Regions from separate parts of the Mus musculus genome. Here region 2 is linked to region 1. The links are chromatin contacts, called in public Hi-C maps. All regions are on one chromosome and are shown on one strand. Each heading gives the region's core, a stretch centred on a gene start, on an enhancer-like site or on the middle of the called end of the contact. The rest is flanking DNA. Distances are from core to core; before and after follow the strand shown.

What was found. Hi-C and Micro-C count contacts between places; a contact is called where the count stands out from the background.
Region 2: a contact with region 1 is called in a Hi-C map of cerebellum, with 1.6 times the contacts expected there. The contact joins the promoter of Rtn1 here to the enhancer-like site in region 1. A contact is called at or near these places in 6 of 39 promoter capture datasets (the C10 cell line, cranial neural crest, hippocampal neurons and 3 more), 5 of 484 Hi-C or Micro-C datasets (cerebellum, embryonic stem cells, ganglionic eminence and 2 more), 3 of 115 datasets of contacts at active chromatin or transcription factors (embryonic forebrain, embryonic hindbrain and forebrain) and 1 of 9 other capture datasets (macrophages).

What each region holds. Positions count from the first base shown.
Region 1 is chr12:72,330,208-72,335,021 of GRCm38.p6, forward strand. The region is part of intron 1 of Rtn1 (reticulon 1); the gene reads right to left. Among named protein-coding and RNA genes, the nearest start is that of Gm52013, 73 kb to the left of the region's middle. Within about 2 kb of position 2,169, at least 7 of the 459 cell types and tissues checked have an H3K27ac peak or open chromatin away from gene starts, as enhancers often do. A contact at or near this core is called in cerebellum, where this site is marked.
Region 2 is chr12:72,406,906-72,411,719 of GRCm38.p6, forward strand. It overlaps Rtn1 (reticulon 1), which reads right to left and starts at 2,149. Exons shown (of 9, transcript NM_153457.7): 1 at 1,406-2,149. The coding sequence starts at 1,646.

The DNA of each region.
Region 1 (4,814 bases), core at 919-3,418:
ATTGATTTTAGGTGATTTACTATAAATTAATCCCATGGCAAAACTTTTAACTAAGGATACCATTCTTCACTGTAAAGTATTCCCTATCAGTCCTTGGCAGCGTTACCAGCTCCTTACGTGCTTCGTTTAAAGGAGATTCTCACATAAACATATCAAGACAGGAAGTCCATATCTTCCAGACATATCCACACAAGTCTTACTAGTTCTAAACTGTGGCAATTTCTAGTTGGTTGCAGGGGAAAAAAACACCTTAGCATTTATTTCTCTGACTGAGAAAACACTGTCTTATCAAGCTTAAGAGAGATGAAACCTAAAGCTATTTTCATACCATGTGGCCTCTGGTTTCACAGCGTGTGGTCAGCAATGCTGGGGTGGGACCTGGAGGCTGCATATCCTCTGCTTCTAGGAACGAATTTCTAATAATCAAGCAGCGCTCAAAAAGGGAGGATTCCTTAAACACAGAGCAACGTTTGTTTACAGATGGCAAACACCTATGTGGAATTAAGTCTTCCACTATCCCACAAAATCTCACTTTTCCAACAAATGGCACACATATTTTTCCATCAGTTGAGAGTCTCTAGAAGACAGCAGTCTACCTAGGTTAGCAGTTCCTGCTTCTTTGTCTCAGATCCAAGGAGGATTGAGATGACAAAGTTCAGAGCCTGTAGAACATGGTCACTTCTCGATTCCTAAGGACTGCTTTCTCCTGGCTTTTCCCTTCTTCATTATACCCCACAGCTGACAGCCTCATAACTGTCTTACCCAAGAGGATATGGAGAAAAAGATAAGAGACAAGAAAAGGGATGCTCACCATTGCATACACTAGCAAGATTTTATCGAAAGGACCCAGATGTAGCTGTCTCTTGTGAGACTATGCCGGGGCCTAGCAAACACAGAAGTGGATGCTCACAGTCAGCTAATGGATGGATCACAGGGCTCCCAATGGAGGAGCTAGAGAAAGAACCCAAGGAGCTAAAGGGATCTGCAACCCTATAGGTGGAACAACATTATGAACTAACCAGTACTCCGGAGCTCTTGACTCTAGCTGCATATGTATCAAAAGATGGTCTAGTCGGCCATCACTGGAAAGAGAGGCCCATTGGACATACAAACTTTATATGCCCCAGTACAGGGGAACGCCAGGGCCAAAAAGGGGGAGTGGGTGGGTAGGAGAGTGGGGGTGGGTGGGTATGGGGGACTTTTGGTATAGCATTGGAAATGTAAATGAGCTAAATACCTAATAAAAAATGGGGGAAAAAAAAGAAAAGGGATGCTCTGTCCACCCTCTAGTATTCATTTCCAGAAAGGGGGATCCAGATGGACCATGAGCACAGTGATGGAGTGACTTCAGATCACCTGGGTGTTGCATCAGATCTGCCTTCCTTCCTCTTACTCTGTGAATAAGGAGTTACTGGTATTCCTCCAGGACCGCAGGATTAACACAAATCTGCATTGTGCTTCCTAGAAAGCTAGTTGTGCTTTCAAATCTTGGGACAGGCAGCCATACTGGTAAAGTTGCACTTACACGAGCTATGGAAGCTGCAGACACCAGAGTTAAAACCCAAAGCAACTGCTCAGTTAATGAAGACACAACGTGGGTCTGTTTTGCTATTGGGGGAAAAAAAGTGTGTTTCTTACAGAGCTGACTTTAAAAGCTGCTGGGTCCCCCACCTCAAAACAAAAGTCCGTCTGTATCTCTCTTCAAAAACTGTGGAATGAATTCTGAATAAAGAGGTATGTAAAGGGTCACCCAGACTACAGGACACTGCAGATGATTGCAGTTGGCTCCGAAGAGCTGGTTTCTCTCAACCTTTGCAGTTTCTGCTCTCACCCTGCTGTTTTAGCTGTGTCGACACGGGCAAAATTGAGAGTCCAAGTAATGAGGAAGATAATTCAAGCCAAAAAAGTATGGCTGAGAAAGAAGCCATCTGGCCGCCTTACGCTACAGTATTAACGTTGGTTTGTAATCACTCAGTTCTTTGTTGTCTTTTTTTTTCTCTCCCCAAGGCCTCATATTAAAAACCTGTGACATAATGAGATTCAAATCATGTCCACAGAGAACTTCATACTTACATGTGCTCTCAATGCTCCCTTCTGAATAGGCTATGATCAAGCTGGATGAGCCTGATCACAATTCGCCACCACTGTGGTGCTGAGACTTGAGAAGCACAGTGGCAGTATCAGCCATGACCAGCTCACAAAATGACCTCAGAGTTCTCCACAAGTAGACTCCATGAATGGGAGCCACCCCTGAAGAATGTCCCTTGATAACCAAAGTAGCATCTTTTTCTTATGTACAGAAAGAGCAAAGATTGCAATCAGCTTCTTCATTGCTTAGAACTCAAATCTCAGGGGGAAAATTGCTACAGTCATAAATAAAACCTCCTTTGAGTCAGCAGACATGGCTGGCTGTCCACCTACCATACCATACACCTTACCATATGGTGTGGTGCGTCACAGCGGTGCAAGCCAAACATTTCCCTGCTGCCATTGTTCTTGTTTCCTCAGTTTTTGACAAGGTCCATAAATAAAATAGGACCTTCCTGCCTTCTGGAGGGCTGTGTGGTAGTGGGGGTGGGGGTGGGGGTGGGGGTGGGGACAGCGACTTCTTCCTATGGTCTCATTTCCTCTTGCACAGAAAAAGCTGAGCCAAGTTATTCGTTTGGTGAGTTATAGCCCCTACACTAAAAGCAATCCTGCTGTCATCACTGACAGGATGTATTTAGTGAGAGAAAGTTTATTATGAATTGGCATGCCCCCACTCAGGAAGACTAACATGTCAATACCATCGTATGGATTCTTCAGGAACAGGAACCTCAGTGATGGAATTGTGCCCCTATTTGCAGGAGCATATAGACCCTCTCTGGCAATCCCCTCTGAGAGCATGCAAGCTCTTGGAGGAGAAAAATGGTAGGGCTGTGGCTCATGTTTGCTCTTCGCTTAAAGGCATGCTCTAAGACCCTTGGGACATTGTGTTTGTTTTACCCAGGGTGCTGGTTTGTTTTTGTCACTGTTGTTTGTCAACCTCACATCAGATGGACCGATCTGGAAAGAGGGAACCTGACTTTCACAGTTGCCTCCATCAGTCTGGGCTACGGGCAAGCCTGTGGGGGCATTTTTGTGTTTGATAATTGATATAAATGTTGCCATCCCGGGGTAGATGGTCTTGGTTGGTTATATAAGAAAACAACTTGAGTAGCCATGGAGAGCAAACCCGTAAGCATTGTTCCTCTATGGTCTCTGCTTCAGTTCCTGCCACCAGGTTCCTGCCTTGAGCTTCTGCTCTGACTTCCCTTCATCATGAACTGCGAACTGAAAGTTGAACACTGAAAAAAAATCTCTTCTCCCCAAGTTACTTTTGGTCATGATGTTGATCACCGCAACAGAAGGCAACCCAGGACAACGGTTCTTCATACTGATCTAGATCTCCCTACAGAGCCTGCCTGTGCGCATAGCCAGGAATCCAGGACAACGGTCCTTCATACTGATCTAGATCTCCCTACAGAGCCTGCCTGTGCGCATAGCCAGGAATACTCACTAATGGGAACTAGAAGACACTGGATTTGGCTACAGCCGCACCAGGATCACATGCAATTTTAGCAATATCTCTGTTGAAGTTCGTGACACTCTCTGCCTTTGTTGTCTAATTGCTACAGCAACTGGTACCAGCTATTGATCATCTCTTCCCTTTGGTCTTAAACAGGATGTCACTCCTTTGAAGACATCTCACTGGGGGACAAAATCGAAGTGTTCAGTCAGATGAAGGAAGCTTCAGTCATGGGCTTTGGGTCAGTAGCTCTTTACTCCCTTTAGGGAGGGCGCAGACACTAAACTGATGTCTTCCCTTGAGGGAAGGGAGGGAAGAGACTGACACCTTCTTTTCAGTAAAATACCTTATTTTCCCCCTCCCTCTGCCCACTTCTCTCTTTGTAATTCAAAGATAGAGGCAGTCAAGAGAAGGAAGTGCTTAGCATCTTGCCTAAGCAGGCAGGGAAGCCTCTACTTGTCTCTTCTGCTTCCTGCTGCTCCTTGTCTGATCTCTGAACCCAGGCTTCCCTTCAGGTTCTTGAAATGGTTTCTGGTGGACTTTTGTAAGCTCTACCCCCATGGGAAAAATATGACTTTAACCCTTTCACTTAAGAGCGCTTCCCCAACCTCCACTTCCTCCAGGGAAGCTGTCCTGACTTCTCTGATCTTGTCCCTAGAGGGTGTGCTTTAAAGTGACTACAGCTGCCATTTTATGTTTCTGTGGTTACTTGGGTTTGTCTTTAAGAAGACTATATGCTATATGCTATATATATGCTATATGCTATATATATGCTATATGCTATAAGACTATATGCTACCTGACATCTCAGGGAGTCATGTATGGTTGCGTTCATCATGGTATTGCAAGGCCTGTGTTGAATCAGTAATTGTTTAGTTTTCAGAAAGTCTCTTGATATATATATATTTTTTTTTAAACTTGGTTTCTTTAAAATGTGGCACTACGTGTTGTGGTGTGATAAGTGATTTGCCTAGGTTACGGAGTGGCTCTGTAACTGGATTAATTAACAGGAAGGGCATTAATGGAGCGCACCTTTGGAGAAGAAGAACATAAGCTGAGTGCCGGCCTTCCTTCAGATGTGCCCAGATGTGAGTGAGGCACTGGACCTTCAAACTATGAACCAAAGTAAACCCTTCCTCCTAAGTGGCTTCCATCAGGTATCTGTCTCAGAGCAGGCAGAAAAGTAAGTAAAACGCAGTAAGAGAGAGCCTGACAGCACGTTTGTCATGCATTCCTCCAAAATGTAGTGAGCACAGAGCATGCTTTG
Region 2 (4,814 bases), core at 899-3,398, 77 kb after region 1:
TGTCAATCTTTGGCTCTTTTCACATTTAGTTTTTCCCTTCCTCCCTCCCCCTCCATGCCCCAACCTCTTCTTTCCCCTCCCCCTCCTGCCCTGCCCTTCCTTCTTTCACTTGCTTCTCTTTTTATTTCTTGGTCCCCACTTTCTCTTCCCATTATTCAACACATTCTCCAAATCTCCTTTCCTGGCTTAAATCATGTTTGTTCTAGAGCAGAGTTTAGACAACCCGAGGCACTCCATATAACCCTCGAGAGGGGGTGGCTTAAGAAAGGGGTTTCCCTAAATCAGCTGCCAGGAACACATACGCCAGTCCCACCCTCGTCGCCTCCTCCAGGAACACCCACTCCCCAGGCCTCACACTACATTACCCAAACTACACAACTCCCACTCCAGCACAGCAGAGCCTCTCTCTCAGACAACAGCACAACACACCACCCCCTACAGTATTCCTTCTGAAAACAGCGATAACCAGGTAGCCGCCCCTCCCCCGCGGCGCCTGTCTCTAGCTTCCAACAGTCAGGACAAGCCATGGCCCTAGGGTTGATTCCACCAGGCAAGGATTTGGAGCGAAGGGCAAGTCAGGGGGAAAGAGAGGCCCAATCACTGACAATTTTTCAAAACGCAAAGATGAGTTCAGACTGCTGGGTAAACTGAGGCTGGACCACTGGCCACAGTCCCAGCATTCCAATCTGCAGCTGCTAAGACCTTCACATTTTAGGGGGTTCAAGTTTCAATACTCTGATAGATTCAGAAAAGAGCGGCTAGGAAATAAAGAAAGAAGGCTACAACTTCCAACCTTCCCAACAATGCTGTCCCTCCGGAATTCAGCTTGGGACTCATGGGGGTTTGTTTTCTGCGCGGGAGAAAGAGCTGAGCTGGAGGAAAACTGGAAAGGAGTAGGGTGTGGTGATTCCTTGAGGGAAGAGAAAGGGAAAATAAAGTCTCTGCGGTACTCCGGTGCCCTAAACCCAGCGGGAGGGTCCTGAGGCGGTGGGCCCGCCCGCTGATAGGCAGTCGTCTATCTCTGCTGTGGAGCTCGCTGAGCGCAAACACGCCCCAGAAAAACATCACAACCTGTCACTCCCCGCCCTGCTGCCCTGAGACCCCTGACAAGAAGAGAAAACTTGTTCCGGGGCGCAACAGAAGCCAGGCTTGCCAACGAGGACAATGTCTAAGGCTGAAAAAAGAGTAAAAATGAAATTACTGGACCAACAGCCTTCTTCCTCCTAGCCGCTGGCAGCACCCTGCTGTTTTCCACCAGTCCGCTAATATTTACAGTCGCCAGGAGCGAACCCCTACCTCCAGGTAGACAGGCCAGGAAGACGCAGAGAAAAGCTGTGGACTAGGGGACCCACAAGAAACACGGTCCCGGCCTCCATTTGCGGGGTCGCGGTGCGGGCCGGCTTACCTGTGGATGCAGTTTCCATGGCGACGGGAGGCGACCGGGCGGGGCCGGAGCACAGTTCCCGCGACGACGTTACCCCAGCTCCAGCGCCCGACCCCCAGGCGGGCTCCCCATCCTGCTGCGCTGGCCTGGCCCCCATCACCGCCGTCGCTTCGTCTTCCCCATCCCCCCGGCCCCCGAACCACTGGGACCCGGGGCTACCCAGAGACAGCGGCTCATCTTGCAGATCCGGCGGTGCGGCCATGGCTGGCTGTGCCCCAGGCTGGGCTACTGTGGCTTGGCAAGGCCGGGGTGCGCTGGCTAGGGACGCGGACGCTCCCTGCTGCTGTCCCTACCGGGACTCCGGACTCCAGAAGGCTGCAGAGTCTCCGCGCCACCGTCGCTGCTTTTGCTGCAACTCGGGCCGAGCCGCGGCTGCTGTTCTGGGCGCTTCGGCTCCTCCTTCTCCCCCTCCTCTTCCTCCGGGGCCCCGGGGCGGCTGCCGCCCGCGCTCCTCCCCTGCTCCAGAGGCAGCTTGCTGTGCCTGCGCTGCTTCGCTACTCCCAAGCCTGTTATTACGCAGGTGAAAATGGCCTGCTTGGTCCGAGTCCTCCCTAATGCACGTCAGCCCCGGGCCTGTTAATGGCAGCCTCTGATTAGGGGATGTGCCAAACCCACTTGTTTTACCCTTTATCTGGGGAAGAATACACAGAGAGGACCAGCAGGTACTGGCTGCAGCTTGACTAGACAAGAAGTTAAAACCAGACTGGAGTCCTAGGACTCTAGGATAGAAAGCGAATCTCAGAACAACCGTTCTGAGGGTTAGCTGCATAAAGGACACTGGCCTGAGCCTTGACCTGGTGATCTGCAACCTGGAGGTTAAATCCTTCATCCTGAAGTTTCCAGAACCGGCCCAAACAAACAAACAAAAACAATAACAAAACAGTATAGGAATGGGCCCTCAGATGGAACTCCACAAAAATGCTTTCCAGACCTGTCCCAAGTAGCATTGAAAGCAAACAGGATGCTACCAGGCATTAAACAACAACAACGACGACGACAGCAACAGCAACAACAAATGGCTGTGCCATATAAATGACAGGCCGTGTTGGGCAGTCTGTTTTGAGAAGTGGAAATCCACAGGAACTTCTTGCTCCCCCTCCCCACCCCTTTTCTGTGCTCTCTGATACTTAATGAACAGTAAAGGCGACTCACCTACATGTGCTATTCCCATATTTAGACCTATTTAGACCTATCTTTTCAAACAAGCCGTCTTACCGGTTCCTGAACTGTAAAATGGTGTGTGCCTTTCCTTTAAGTCTTGGCTCAAGTCTAACATCAGAGTAGATGAGTACAGTTATCGGTTAGTCCTACTCAAAAAAAGTGGAAGGCAACTGTGCCCTTGCATGCAGAGTGGTTGTGTAGGGTTCTCAGCTACCATTTGCATACCAGGAGCATCACAACTATCTGTAAATTCAAAGGCCAGAGTCATCAACATCTGGGACTCCTAAAAATGATGAAAATAGAAAATTTTTTATTCACTGTAATCTTTTGTTCTACTAGTACAACAATGCTCAAAAGATAGCAATAAATTGGAGGAAAATGTGTGTAATCTTACAGTCACCAAAATTTTACAGATTGATGTATTAAAAATTAATTCCTGAGTCCAGAGAGACAGCTTAGTATTTAAGAGTGATTGCTGCTTTTCCGGGGGACCAGACCTGACAGCTCACACTTGCCTGTAACTCCAATACACACACACACACACAAACCACTACACCTTTGAAAAAATTGGTTTCTATGAAATATGTTCATTATCTTCATAGTGACAATGGCATCACAGTTGTATGCATGGGACAAAAATCAAGTTGTCATGTGTATGTGTGCAATTCAATGTGTACCAGTTATTCTAATAAAGCTATAAAAATTATCTCCCTCTGTAATAACAAATTCTTGGTTATCCTGAATCATTATAGCTTTTTTTAACATAAGATAATAGGCACCTTGTTTAGAATGCCATAATGTATCAAGAATGCCAGGGAGGAACTTTCTTACAGTTTCATTATTAATATGCCAAGAACACTGGAAGCACATGGCTATTAAGGAATACTGAATTTGAGGCACTATGATAAAGAGAACATATAATTTGTTTCTCTGAAAAACACTAAAGAATAGAATCACTGGAAAACCTGACTAACTCCAAACCCCTTTGTATCCTTATGATTAAGTAGATAAAGGGATATGACTCTAATGTTCATCATTAAATAGATATGACCCATTTCATCAGCTACCAATCAATACTCTCATTTAAGAATATGTAGAGAAAATAACCAATTAAGTCTATTTCTGTTTTATTTGTTATAGGAAAAAGACAATTTCATTTTGATAAATTATTCTGAAAGCACATGTGGTGTGCTTGTGTTGTGTCTCAGTAGTATAGAACTGAGCTAGGGTGTGTGAGGCTCTGGGATCGATCCCCAATGTGATAGAGACAGCAAGACAGAGAGACAGTGAAACAGATTCTTTAAAAGTGTGTGCATCGTGTTTCAGTCGAGCAACCTTCACAATTATCTTCACTTACAGGCTCAACGTGTGAAATTATCTAAGTTATCTACAGGGAAAGAAACATTTCAAGTTTCAAAAAAATTTCAAGCACACACACATACACCAACATGGAATAGATTGTTTCAGAAGTGGACGACAGGATCTACTGGTTAATATGTGATGAACATTTGGAGTGAAATGGAGTGGCAGAGAAAGTATTATGGGCCATATTCATATTCTATAGGAGGGAGTTCTAGAAAAATTAAACATAGCTACAGCTAGGCAAGGGAAGGCAGTGGTGGCCATGTATTTCCTTCTCTGTTTATACTTATGCCCAGAATCGCCCACATCACCGGCCACTTTAAAGTCCTCTGAGAAGATGCAATGGTGGAGTCACCCTCATTGACTTAGTGAGGTGTTCGTCTCACATAAGTCTTACTGGTGCAATACATCAAAAACTATTGTGAATTGTGCTGACTCTGCATCCAATTTGTCTCCATAAACATCCAGATTATTTTTGCAGTGTGCTTTTCAATTTTGGATGTTGTAGAAGCTACTGGATTTGCTATGGAGAGTATTCTCCATTTAATACTGCAGTGAGACAATATTTAGGTTGATGCTATAAAGATGTTCAGGAGAGAACCCCAGCATTCAGCAGATTCACCAGCACTTTTGGAAAGAGCACGGAGGGGAATGGCTGCTGGTATATTTCATCTGACGCCCAAAGGGAGGAAATGTGGGTGCTTCTAGTGGCCTCCAGCAGGAATCAGACAAGGAGAGCAGATCGCTTCCCATCAAATCTAGCTTTACTCTTAATTAGTACACTTACACAAAGACATAAAGTTCCTTTTACTTACAACAGTTACAAAGGGGCCATCTTTGAAGTACC